Linked DNA regions of Zea mays: region 1 is linked to region 2. Evidence: chromatin contacts called from public Hi-C data. All regions are on one chromosome and are shown on one strand. The core of a region is the stretch at or near the end of the contact, and the rest is flanking DNA. Distances in the headings are between cores, read along the strand shown.

Region 1 (5,436 bases), core at 2,517-5,016, 280 kb after region 2:
GATCCATAATTATTGACCTATAAACTACTGGTGATGATAATTTGTGATAGAAATATGAAGATCTTGTAGAGACCTGTTGTATCCTCTCTACTTCTGATGATTTCTTCGTATGAGAGCAGTAATATCTGTTGTTGAAGATGGATCCTAGACGGATACCAGTATTGTTTCGTCCTTGCCAAGCAGTTATCATCATTTGCTTCATCAAAAGCTAGTTATATGGTGATTTTTCCCAGATAAAAAAATGAATTCTTGGCCTTGTCTGTTCTATTCTAAAGCTTCTCTTTTTGCCGAACAACGAAGAGATCAAAATAATGCTTTATAGAACAAATTGGTATATAATATGAGGAGAAATGTTTGCCCTGCTGGCAGCATCACAATTTATTAACTATTGTTATAAATTCTCTCTCAAAATTATAATACCTAAAAATGTTGTATAAATCGATACCCAATTTCAGAACGGTATGAGTAATTGGGTAAACCATGGGCAATAATAAAATGAGCTGGACTATGCATCTCTGCATATAAAAATCTTTGCTTGGCAGCATTGGCTTGATGTCGTGCACTTTACTACCAATATAAACACACATTTTCCTATGTGCCTCAAAGCACAATGCAACCAGTGAATGTCCTTGTGAGCGCTAAACCTTGATGGTCATTTTACTTGTTGACCTGAAGTCAACTAATGGCTCCAAACGACGAATGGTATGCAATAGCCCCTGAAGGACCCTTATGGATAAAAATAGTGTTGTGCATGTTAGTTTAAATCTTAATGATTGACTGTGTATTTGGTAATAAAACAATAAATTTGCAGAATTGTAACCACGAAGCAATTTGTTGTTGTGTGTCTCACTGGATGTTGAGACTAACCCTTCATGTTGAAGGACAAATATGTAGTATTCATGCCACTACATTAATCTAAGTCCACAGCTCACTGCATAAAACCATTATCTATAATGTGCGTAATATTTCCTAAATAAATCACCACAATAGCATACAATGGCCACAACTCGATGATTGTGGTTGGGGATTTTATCTGTATGCTTTTAGAACATCTCGACATTAGGGGGAGGAATGCCCATATAGTGTAATGCCTCAATATTCTATAAAACGCACAAAAGCCAAACTAAACTTGTCGTTTAGTGTGTACTCCTATGTATATGGAGTTTGTCAGAAATCGTTGAGGAGTAACCATATTGGTCTGAATGCTTCTACCTGATGTAGATGTGGATATACCCGGGATTAATATCATATCCACATTTGACTTATTGGTATTTGATCTATTCTCGGGGACGCCTGCGAATATGATCCATCAGCCTTAGTCAAAACATATATTCTGATTGCAGATTCACGTGGTCTGTGATAACTCTCCTTCGATTAATTCACCCTGATGGTGATTTGCCTCACGAAGAGGTTCATCTTGATGATGAAATTCCTAGCAATGCGCGCAATATCATTGTGCTGGGAATACAGAACAATGAATCTTTCGTTTTGGGAAATGACGGAGATCATTATTAAATGTGGGAGACAAATATGTTGACACCTATCTTGTCCCTCTAGATTGCAAATGGATCCAAAACAAAGTCCTAGGCATGAGTGTTTTAAGCTCTCTTATCGGGTCATTGATAAATGCAATCGAGGCTGAACCAATAATCGCAAAATAAAAGTCGCGAGCTTGAAGTTCGGACATTTATGGGCACTGCTGAAATAATATGTGGTGAATGCGATGGTTCAAGTGGTCTTGTGAGAGATCTATCCCACATATGTGTTGAATAAACACTGTTCCGCTATGTAATATATCTGACAAATGGCATGAATTAAAATATGCAGTTAATAGGATTCTGAAGATCCGTCATGAGATCCTAGAAGGACTCGTATCTTTGAATTATAAATATGCAACATATAAATCTCTTACCGAATAATACATTCCTGATGAATGAACACTCTCCTATGTAGAGAGAATATCTCCTAGATGAGATTATAGTTCCTTGATGGAACCTTTCCAGAAGAAATAAAGTCTGTGTTAAACACCAAAGTTTGATAATCCCTATAAAGGGATAAAGACCCATATAGACCCGAGAATGAATGAAATGAGGAACCAAAGGACTTGAAGTTTGCTTGATAAGCACATGTGCATGTCACGAGTTTTACCGAGTGTATGTACACTCGTGTATTCCATCATATGTGGAATTACGGTATCCTCTAAAGCCCTGATGGCAGAAACCTATAAGGTTTAGGTGTTACTGGCAAAATATCCCATTGTACCAGAATGACAGACTATAACGATGTATCTGATCGATGAAAAATCCCTGATGGATTACGATCTTTGATGGACTTTTGTTACACCATCATAGATGTTGCGATGGATGAACGCCTGGAGCGATGTGTCATATTTAGAATATGTACTATTGCAACTATATTATCCCCTAAGTCCTAATGAAGGACATGTTATTTGCTTTGCACAACTATGTATAAATTGTGGTGTAAGATAGAAAATGATAGCACTCCAACCTCATCCGTTCTCGTTATTCCAGATGAACAATGAGACATATATATTGAAGAATATGCTTGAGTTATGAGGGATAACGACTTTGACAGATGTCATCGTCAGGGGGAGCGAATGCTTATATTGATCATAATCGTGAGACAATAAATGTCATATTCTATGTCCTGAAGGCGTGAGCTTGATGATCAATATACGAACCTTTATGGAACTTTCTATCAAATATATAGATCCAGTCGATCGAACACCATCAGTCAAAGTGGCTTATTTATATTGATACGTGCACTTACCTCGTATATCCTAGAAGTGAGTAGAGGTAAAGTTCCTGAAATAGTCCTTGCAAGGATATGCAATCTGTTTGCTAAATCTTTATGTGCATATACTTTTAGAAGAAGATGTTGTGCCATATTGATACGGTTTTGCAAGGATCAAGGGGAGCACATTTCTAAATTTAGCTCTTGTAGAAGATTCGATGTAATCTAGATCTAGAAGATCGAAATATGTCCTGATGACAGTTGATGCACTCTTTTCCCCTTAGTGAGTTTTCTTGAAGTTTCTCACATAAGGTTTTTAACGAGGCAACAAAGTGCAAATGCAATTGTATCACCATGCACTCTTTCTCCATATTTTTTCCACTGGGTTTTTCGGAGTTTTAACGAGACATGTGTTGGTCGCGATATTCGCCCAAGGGGGAGTGTTAAGTAACCCTAGTTAGGGTTATGTGGGCAAATACCTACTTTGCCCACGATGGGTCTCACATCTCTATATAATGAACCTATACACCTCATAATATAGTGAAGAGATCAGAAAGAGGTCAGAGACCCAACTCTATATCATGTGTCTCGTGTGTTTCCTCTGTCGTGCTTATGGGAAGGGAGACGGGTTCTCTACAGCTTCTCGCGCCTTTACTGTTGACGGGAGGAAAGGGAGCGGATCTGGTGATCCGCGATAACGTAGTTCTCAACAATAATTAGATCAGATCCGAATACAAAAGGTAAGTTAGGGCTTGGTGCTCTGTTTCGCACACCTGGTGGTGCTTGCCGACGAAGGGCCCGAAGAAGACCTGGGCACCTGGCGCTGGGCGGCAGCGACGGGCCAACCAGTCGTTGGCTCGTTAGTCGTTGCTGGGGGCACTGGGGCGCTCGCGCAAACGGAAGGGTTTTTGGCTTGCAGCATCACGCATTCACGCTCGCGCTCGGGGCATTAACGCTTGGATCTATGCGCGAGTGGACTGCTGGGCTGGGCTGGCCTAGCCTTGTGCACACCTGCGCGAGAGGCAACCACGTACCCAACAAAAAAAAATGCCTCGTGGGCAATACGTCTGAAGGAATCACTGTATCAGGCCCAGTACGATTTTTTTGTTGTTGTGTATTTCATACTTCGAAAAGCATAGCTTTTTATCAGAGTGTTCGTTTACAATTTTGCTTGCACCACTGTGCTGATTACAATGAGATCTACAAAGATAAATAAATGCATGATTATTTATTGACACTCACAAACTAATCTTAGTTTTTTTCCTAATTGACAGGTTTGTCGTTTATCTTTTGCTGTATGTTTGAAATTGTTGCATGAAGCAAAATGTTCTTGCCTTTTCTGAGGTGTTATCATGAATCTTATCTTATGGCATATATTTATCGATCACCAAACCGTTTATCGTCTTGTTTGCGCGATTCAGTTATAGATAAATAGTACCGAATACAATTTGCTTTTATATATTACTTACGTTCCTATATTATATGTCTTCGATTGTTCGCGACTCTTCCATACCTATTTTTTTAGAGCTGGATCCACCACTGTCTCTATGCTAATGAACATCGTGGATCGAAGGTGTCACCGTGAACTTTTCTGCACGAGCGGAGTTGAAGTCCTCTCGCTTAATTGCCTGACCAAGACAGCAACAGCATGCGTTCGGTTTCCATCGTAATTGAGGAGTCTAGCATGGACACTCTTATAGATGGCGTGCTTACACTAGAATATACTTGCTAAAAGAAGATTAAAACAAAAATGACTCCGTATTACTAATATGTTCATCACCTCATCAGTATACACATGTGTACAATAAACTTTCATTATATACAAGGTATATGGCATATATATCAGTATTTCGGGGAGTCAGGCACATTTTTTCTCCTTTTTTCCCCTTTCCGGTTGGTTATTATACAGGTCAACTGGCGTGCTGGCGCGCACGTTTAGCTTTTTTATGTTATATATTTTTACCGAACCGAAGCAAACAATTTTATATGCATAACATGAGAATATGTTGTAGCAACTGATGAGTTTATAGATGGTTATATTACATGGCAATACATAGATATTATATATAGCATATCGAGGGTAAGGTTTGCTTAGAATATATTGTAGCAACTGATGAGTTTATAGATGGTTATATTACATGACAATACATAGATATTATATATAGCATATCGAGGGTAAGGTTTGCTTCATAGAAGAAGGCACACATAATATTTATAGACAAAATAGTGAGGAATATGCTTCGTTTGTTGAAGTTTGGGCGTGATGTTCAGAAGTATTCCTGCAGCCAATAATGGTAGGATATTTCAATCATAGAGTAAAGTTTTAGTCTATTTGAAGTTGTAGCTGCATTGTTTACCTTACTGTGTTGCACACAACGTCTACTCTTGTTGATTCTTAGGGTCTTGTTTGATCCTGGATGAATGTAGGATGAAAGTTTAGCTGTATAGTATAGCGAATGTACTAATGGAAGTAGTACTATATGATGAGATGAGAACTACAGACCTTTTTGTAGGTGATTCAAGTGTTGTTGCAGGAGCTCTATTTTTATCAGCATCAAGAGGGTTTGTCTGTGCAATAGTTAAATTATTTGTATAAGAGTAAAAGGGAAATTAAGAACAGTTGGTAAAGTTTTTTGAAAAAAAATCATATATTGAAAATATTCAAAAAAGATGTCATATTTC
Region 2 (5,457 bases), core at 53-2,552:
TAAGATAATGGGGATTTAGAAACAATCTAAAGTTTATTCCCATCTGTTATCTAGACCTATTTATATCCATATAGCTAAAGTTTAGCATATTGCTACATCCTCATTATTAGTTTCGAGCCAAACATGTACTGATTGTATAATTTAAATGTTTATAGGAGTAACTAATTTGTTTTAGCTTTGCTATTTTACGAGTGTCAGGATGCTTAACTATTTCATACTTGCTTTGTAGGAATGTTCGATGCCGACAACATCTTGCTCTACCAGAAGGTACCAGATCCAAATCAAGAACCAAAATTTAGGAAAAAAATACGAACTGCAACCTTATCCGTCATCTTTAGTAATTCATGTGTTTATCTTATTTGCACCAAGAACTATGCTGGAGGCTATAAAACTATGAACGTTATTTGTGACATGTAAATAATACTAGCTTGTACATGCATCTAAATGCATATACGAAACACAATGCACCTTTTGTTTGCATTCCATGTAAATTATAAATTAAATCCAAACATTGCAAAATTACAAAACACACACACAACACCACGCGCGCATGGGCGCGCGCAAGACAGTAGTAAACAAGTGAACAGCCAACTAAACATTCCAGATCCGTTCCCAAGTCGAGATCGAACAGCGCGTGTTAGGGTTTAAGGGTGAGGACAAGCTGCCGCCGCTGACCGCTATAGCTGATCAAGTCAAAGGGAAATCGTCGAGTTACTTAGCAAATACGCTACAGATGCCAAAACCACGGTCCAAGCACTTTCCAGTTTCAAATAAAAAGGCAGCTTATTAACGAAGTGACGAACTATTTTGCACCAGTCCAAGGTAGCACCGCCCAAGCACAGATATAACTAGATCGGATCGGATCTAAAAAAAACAGGAACGAATCGGGTATACAAATCGTGGGGTCTTACGCTTGCCGCCGCCGAGGACGGAGTGGACGGGCCTCTCCCGGCCGAAAAGGCGGTAGATCTTGGCCTTCATGGCTTCCGCCGCCGACGCCAACGAGGACCCCTTCTTCTCGTCGTCCGAGTCAGACGACGACGACGACGAGTCCCCGCCGTGGAACTTCTCGGTGATCTTGTCCATCACAGACTCCGGCACAGGCTCCTCCTTGTGGTCGGCCATGCTCTCTCTCTCTCCTCCGCCGCTGCTCGGACGAGAAATCACAGTAGCAAGCTTGTTTGCCCCTCTCGTTGCTGCGCGGTGTGCTCACCCAAAGACGCCGTGTGCGTGAAGCGTAGCCAAGTCGTTTTATAAACGGCGATGGATGCGATCCTGACCGTCGAACTACGTTTGCACGGGCGCCCGCCGTTGGAACACCGTGGCTCGTTTTGTCCGCGCAAGTAGGGTGTCCCCACGGAAAGGGATCCCGCCGCCTACCCCTTCGCTAACGGTGAATCAAGGCGCCAGGCACAGATTCAGGCCCACCGGCAGTGACACTAACACCACACATGAGGGTGCAGAAATGGGGTAGTACTTGAATTGGGAAGCACGAACGCGTGGACAAGGAGGCGCCGCGGCGTCGGGCACGTCGTCGGGGAACGGGGACCCAGGGCAAGCAAAGCAAGTCAGGAGGGCGGTGGAGATCGCGAGGAAAGCGGCAGCGACCATTCTACACGTGGCGCGAAGGGGCCCTTGGACGGCATCCAACGGCGTGGAGCGGCTGGTGGACTGTAGGCGGAGGGCGGTCTGGGAAAAGAAGATGGTCGAAGAGAAGTTTCGCGAAGCAATCACGGCCACGGGGTTTGAATTCGGCAAGACCGACCAGGCGCCAATACTTGGTGGCCAAGCTCCTTCTAGGTGACCCTTTCTAATTTAATTAAAGATTTACGATAACGTATGCAACTGTTGTGCCAGCCTCGACGCCTTGTCGGCCACTCGCATGCCTCGCGTATGGCTCTCCATCTATATCTATAACTGTTTGAGCCATAAGGCTTAACTAAAATTACTCGCTAAATTTTAGTCACCGTCTATTTAGAAGAAGTGACTAACAGACATTAATAAAATTATAATCATAAATGTTGGGCGGGCGTGGGGACTAAACAAGTGGGGGACCAACTACTTGAAATATTGTTTAGAACAAGTGACAGGAATGGGGGACCTGCTACAGCACGCGCTAGGTGCAGGTGTGGATGTAGGGACCAGGTATAAAGCATGGGTTTTAGTCATTTTTAGCTACTCCTTGAAAGCTAAAGGAGCTAACACATTTTAGTTACTTTTAATCCTTTGTGTTTGGAAGTTTAGCTTTTAAACCGACTAAACTTTAGTCATTTTGCTTTAGTAGTATGAATCCAAACATGTTCTAAGAGTGTAAAGTCAGCGTCCACAGCTCTGCCCTGCCCGCCTGCTCCCCCCCCCCCCCCCCCCCCCGCCCATGTTGCACGCCCCGTCCCCCGTCTCGATGCCCACCCCTATCTCGTTGTGGTCGATCTCTATTTTCTCTCCCTCCTCCTAGTCACGCTGGCTCAGCGAACCACTGCTCGTCTATCGCTCCATGCCTCCCGCTGGTCGATCCGCCCAACATGTCTAGCAACCTCTGTTACACCGCCTCCGGCGACCACGGGAGCCCGTCGAGGAGGACAGGGGAGATCTTGCTCGATCTGAGGATGCAGGGAGGCATGCTGATGACCTCCTCCTCACTTGATCAGTGCTCGGTTCGGACCCCCTCTGCCGCCCTAGCCCTGAACCCTAGGTTTGCTACTCTCATCGGAAAACCTCAATCCCTGGCGCTCATATCACAAACCCAGATCTAGCTTTCAATAATCTTGCTAATTGAGCTAAGTACTTGCATCCATCTCCTTTATTTCATTTTGCTTGATCGAGGCTCTGCCTTTCCAAAACATGTATGTTGTGATTATGGATATTTTCCTCCCTTTTTCCTAAAGGATGAAGGAAAAATAATTCTAGATTTGCTATACAAAATACTCTTGTTCAATTTCACAAACTAGCGATCATGATTACTTAATTTTTTAGCTCCCTGATGTATTGTTTTCAAAATAGATTTACTATTTATGATGGTTTTGGCAAATATATTGATACCCTACGAAATGTAGTGCTAAAAATGCATGTTATCTTTTATTTTACTTAAATACATGACATTTGTGTTTGTATTCTGCAAAGACAAAATTAAGAAGAATCATATATCATGTTTCTTCAACTGGGTGAATGTATCCTCTTAGCAGTGCAAGTGATGTTGACATGTACGACATGCAATTGAGCCCCAATATGTGAAACGTAGCGATTTAAAAGGGCGATGATGCTCAACCTTATTTGGAATTGCATGTCACTGAGAACAAATAGGCTCATGCGCTTCTGCAAGCCTGTTTACTCATGCCTATGATGGTCATTTAGATGCATGACAACTGGCTACAGTCAAATTAGGATGACTAAATTGGGCAGCGGGAGCATAAGGGAAATCCTAGTTTCTTTGATTGAACAAAGGTTGTGTTGAGCCTCTTTTCTATGCTCAACTCATGGTATAAGACTGTCTCCAGCAACGTCCTCTATATACATCCTTTACAGTTTTCTCTAAAAGATTTCATCTCCTATATCTACTTTCTCTCCAACAACGTCCTCTAAATCACGTCATCTATATGTAAATACCTATATTAAAGACATTTTTAATTTTTTAATTTTTGTACATACGTATTTGTCATACTATCAAATGTATTGTACATATTTTAGTTTTATTAAACCGGTTGTTTAAAGTATTCAAATAGATAGAGAATCGTTTAGAGAAAATCTACATATAGAGGATCCAGCAGCGTTCTCTAAATTTAGAGGACCGTTTAGAGGACGTTGCTGGAGGGAGTAGAGGACGTCCTCGTCCTCTAAATTTAGGGTACAAGACCCTTTAGAACTCCTTGTTGGAGCTAGTCTAAGGTATCCCTTTTCAGTTTTCGTCCTATTTTTTGTTGTTTTGCCATGTTTGGATTCGCTTGATTCACAGCAAAAATGATTGAAAAATAATGTTTGGATTCGCTTGATTTAAGACAAGCAAAAGTTAAGCAAAAAATATTATATATTTATCAAATTAAATACGATAGCTTGGCAAATTTTAGTAACCAAGCAAATAATATCAAAATCATAGCCTATTAAATCTTTGGTCTAGCATATTTTAGTTTTAGAAGCTAATTAAGTAGGATGTTTGATACGATGATTGAAATTGTGCTAGAAACAAGTACATGCTCCTGGGAGTGCACATGACTCATGCCTTTCAATCTTTTTCCCGTATATAATTGTCTTAGACATTTGGACCAGACACTCATGGTATAATTTTCATGATGTTGGATTATTGATTGGCATTGAAGAGGTATCACCAAAGAAGTAGGCTCAGTGCTTGACTGCTCTTCTAAATCCTCTGTCATCAGGTGATTGTTTTTTTTGTTTTTTTAATACTATGGCATTAGTTACATTGAAACATGAGAGTCGGATGACGTTGTCGTCGATAACTCCGACTACAGCTCGCCCAAGCGCGACGATGGCCTCGGTTAGTGCTCTGTGCTAAATCTTGCAGCTTTCTACACCGATGTCTCAGGTGCGTTACTTTTTTTTACTGTTGATGAATGACGCTTGTTCCCTTTTATTGGGAATGATTTTAGAAGCATAATTGATATAAGACATATCTATTGCTTTGCACATTCGTCAACTAATCCATTTATGATTGTGGGATTGGCGTGGTGGGGCCACAATAGGTGTGTAGATGGAGATGGGGGAGGTGGTACGACCTCATGAAAACGTGGTCGGGGAAGAAGGCCACGACATCGTGTACCATAACATCTTTGTCAGCGCCGAGGTCATCACGGTCAAGGACTTGTTTGGTCACAAGTGAATGCCCTGTTCTTCACTGCCCCTTTTCTTTTGTACTTGTATCTTCGTTTTCAATCCCACAAGATCATGGTAAAAGCGAACTCATGCGTTCAAGATTAAAGAAATGCTAATTACTTGACTATATATTATTTTTCATTTAAATGGATTGTCATAGTTGCTCATCAAATATGATTGTGTGTCGTCGCAACGCACGGGCTCAACTGAATACCAAATAGAAGGAGAGGGGAATTGCCAGGTTAGCTTTTTTATCATGTACTAAATTTCTTTTTAATCTGTATGAAGGGAGTTGGATAGACTTTTTTCTAATATCTAAGGATAGCACAAATGCTTTCCTTAATATCATTCATCTGAAACTCTGCTGTTGTCGATGCATATGTAGTTCTGTACATGCACATGTTGCTTTTCATTAGTGCTACTGCTTAGTTTATCTTGTTGGACACTAAATGGCGAGAATTTTGTTATATGCAATGTTGCCAAGATCTGGTTAGGCATCGATACTGCTCTTCATCTGAGCTTTCACGCAGGCTCCTTTCTCCTTCACATTTTATTACTTTTGTTCTGAGGTACACATGAATTGCGTATTTCTAGGAGTATTGAATTAATTGTACCAACAATGGTATTTTGTGT

Evidence for each region. Hi-C and Micro-C count contacts between places; a contact is called where the count stands out from the background.
Region 1: a contact with region 2 is called in a Hi-C map of leaf, with 6 times the contacts expected there. The contact joins the enhancer-like site here to the promoter of LOC100283279 in region 2. A contact is called at or near these places in 4 of 25 Hi-C or Micro-C datasets (bundle sheath, ear, leaf and 1 more).

Annotation. Positions count from the first base shown.
Region 1 is chr3:205,632,120-205,637,555 of Zm-B73-REFERENCE-NAM-5.0, forward strand. It overlaps the pseudogene LOC100272503. Among protein-coding and RNA genes, the nearest start is that of LOC100192885, 17 kb to the right of the region's middle. Within about 2 kb of position 3,767, at least 18 of the 20 cell types and tissues checked have an H3K27ac peak or open chromatin away from gene starts, as enhancers often do. A contact at or near this core is called in bundle sheath, ear, leaf and 1 more, where this site is marked.
Region 2 is chr3:205,356,950-205,362,406 of Zm-B73-REFERENCE-NAM-5.0, forward strand. It overlaps LOC100283279 (dehydrin6), which reads right to left and starts at 1,303. Exons shown (of 5, transcript NM_001156181.2): 1 at 912-1,303. The coding sequence starts at 1,125. It overlaps LOC109944883 (a long non-coding RNA gene), which reads left to right and starts at 2,317. Exons shown (of 4, transcript XR_002750313.2): 1 at 2,317-2,692; 2 at 4,311-4,370; 3 at 4,464-4,537; 4 at 4,695-4,971.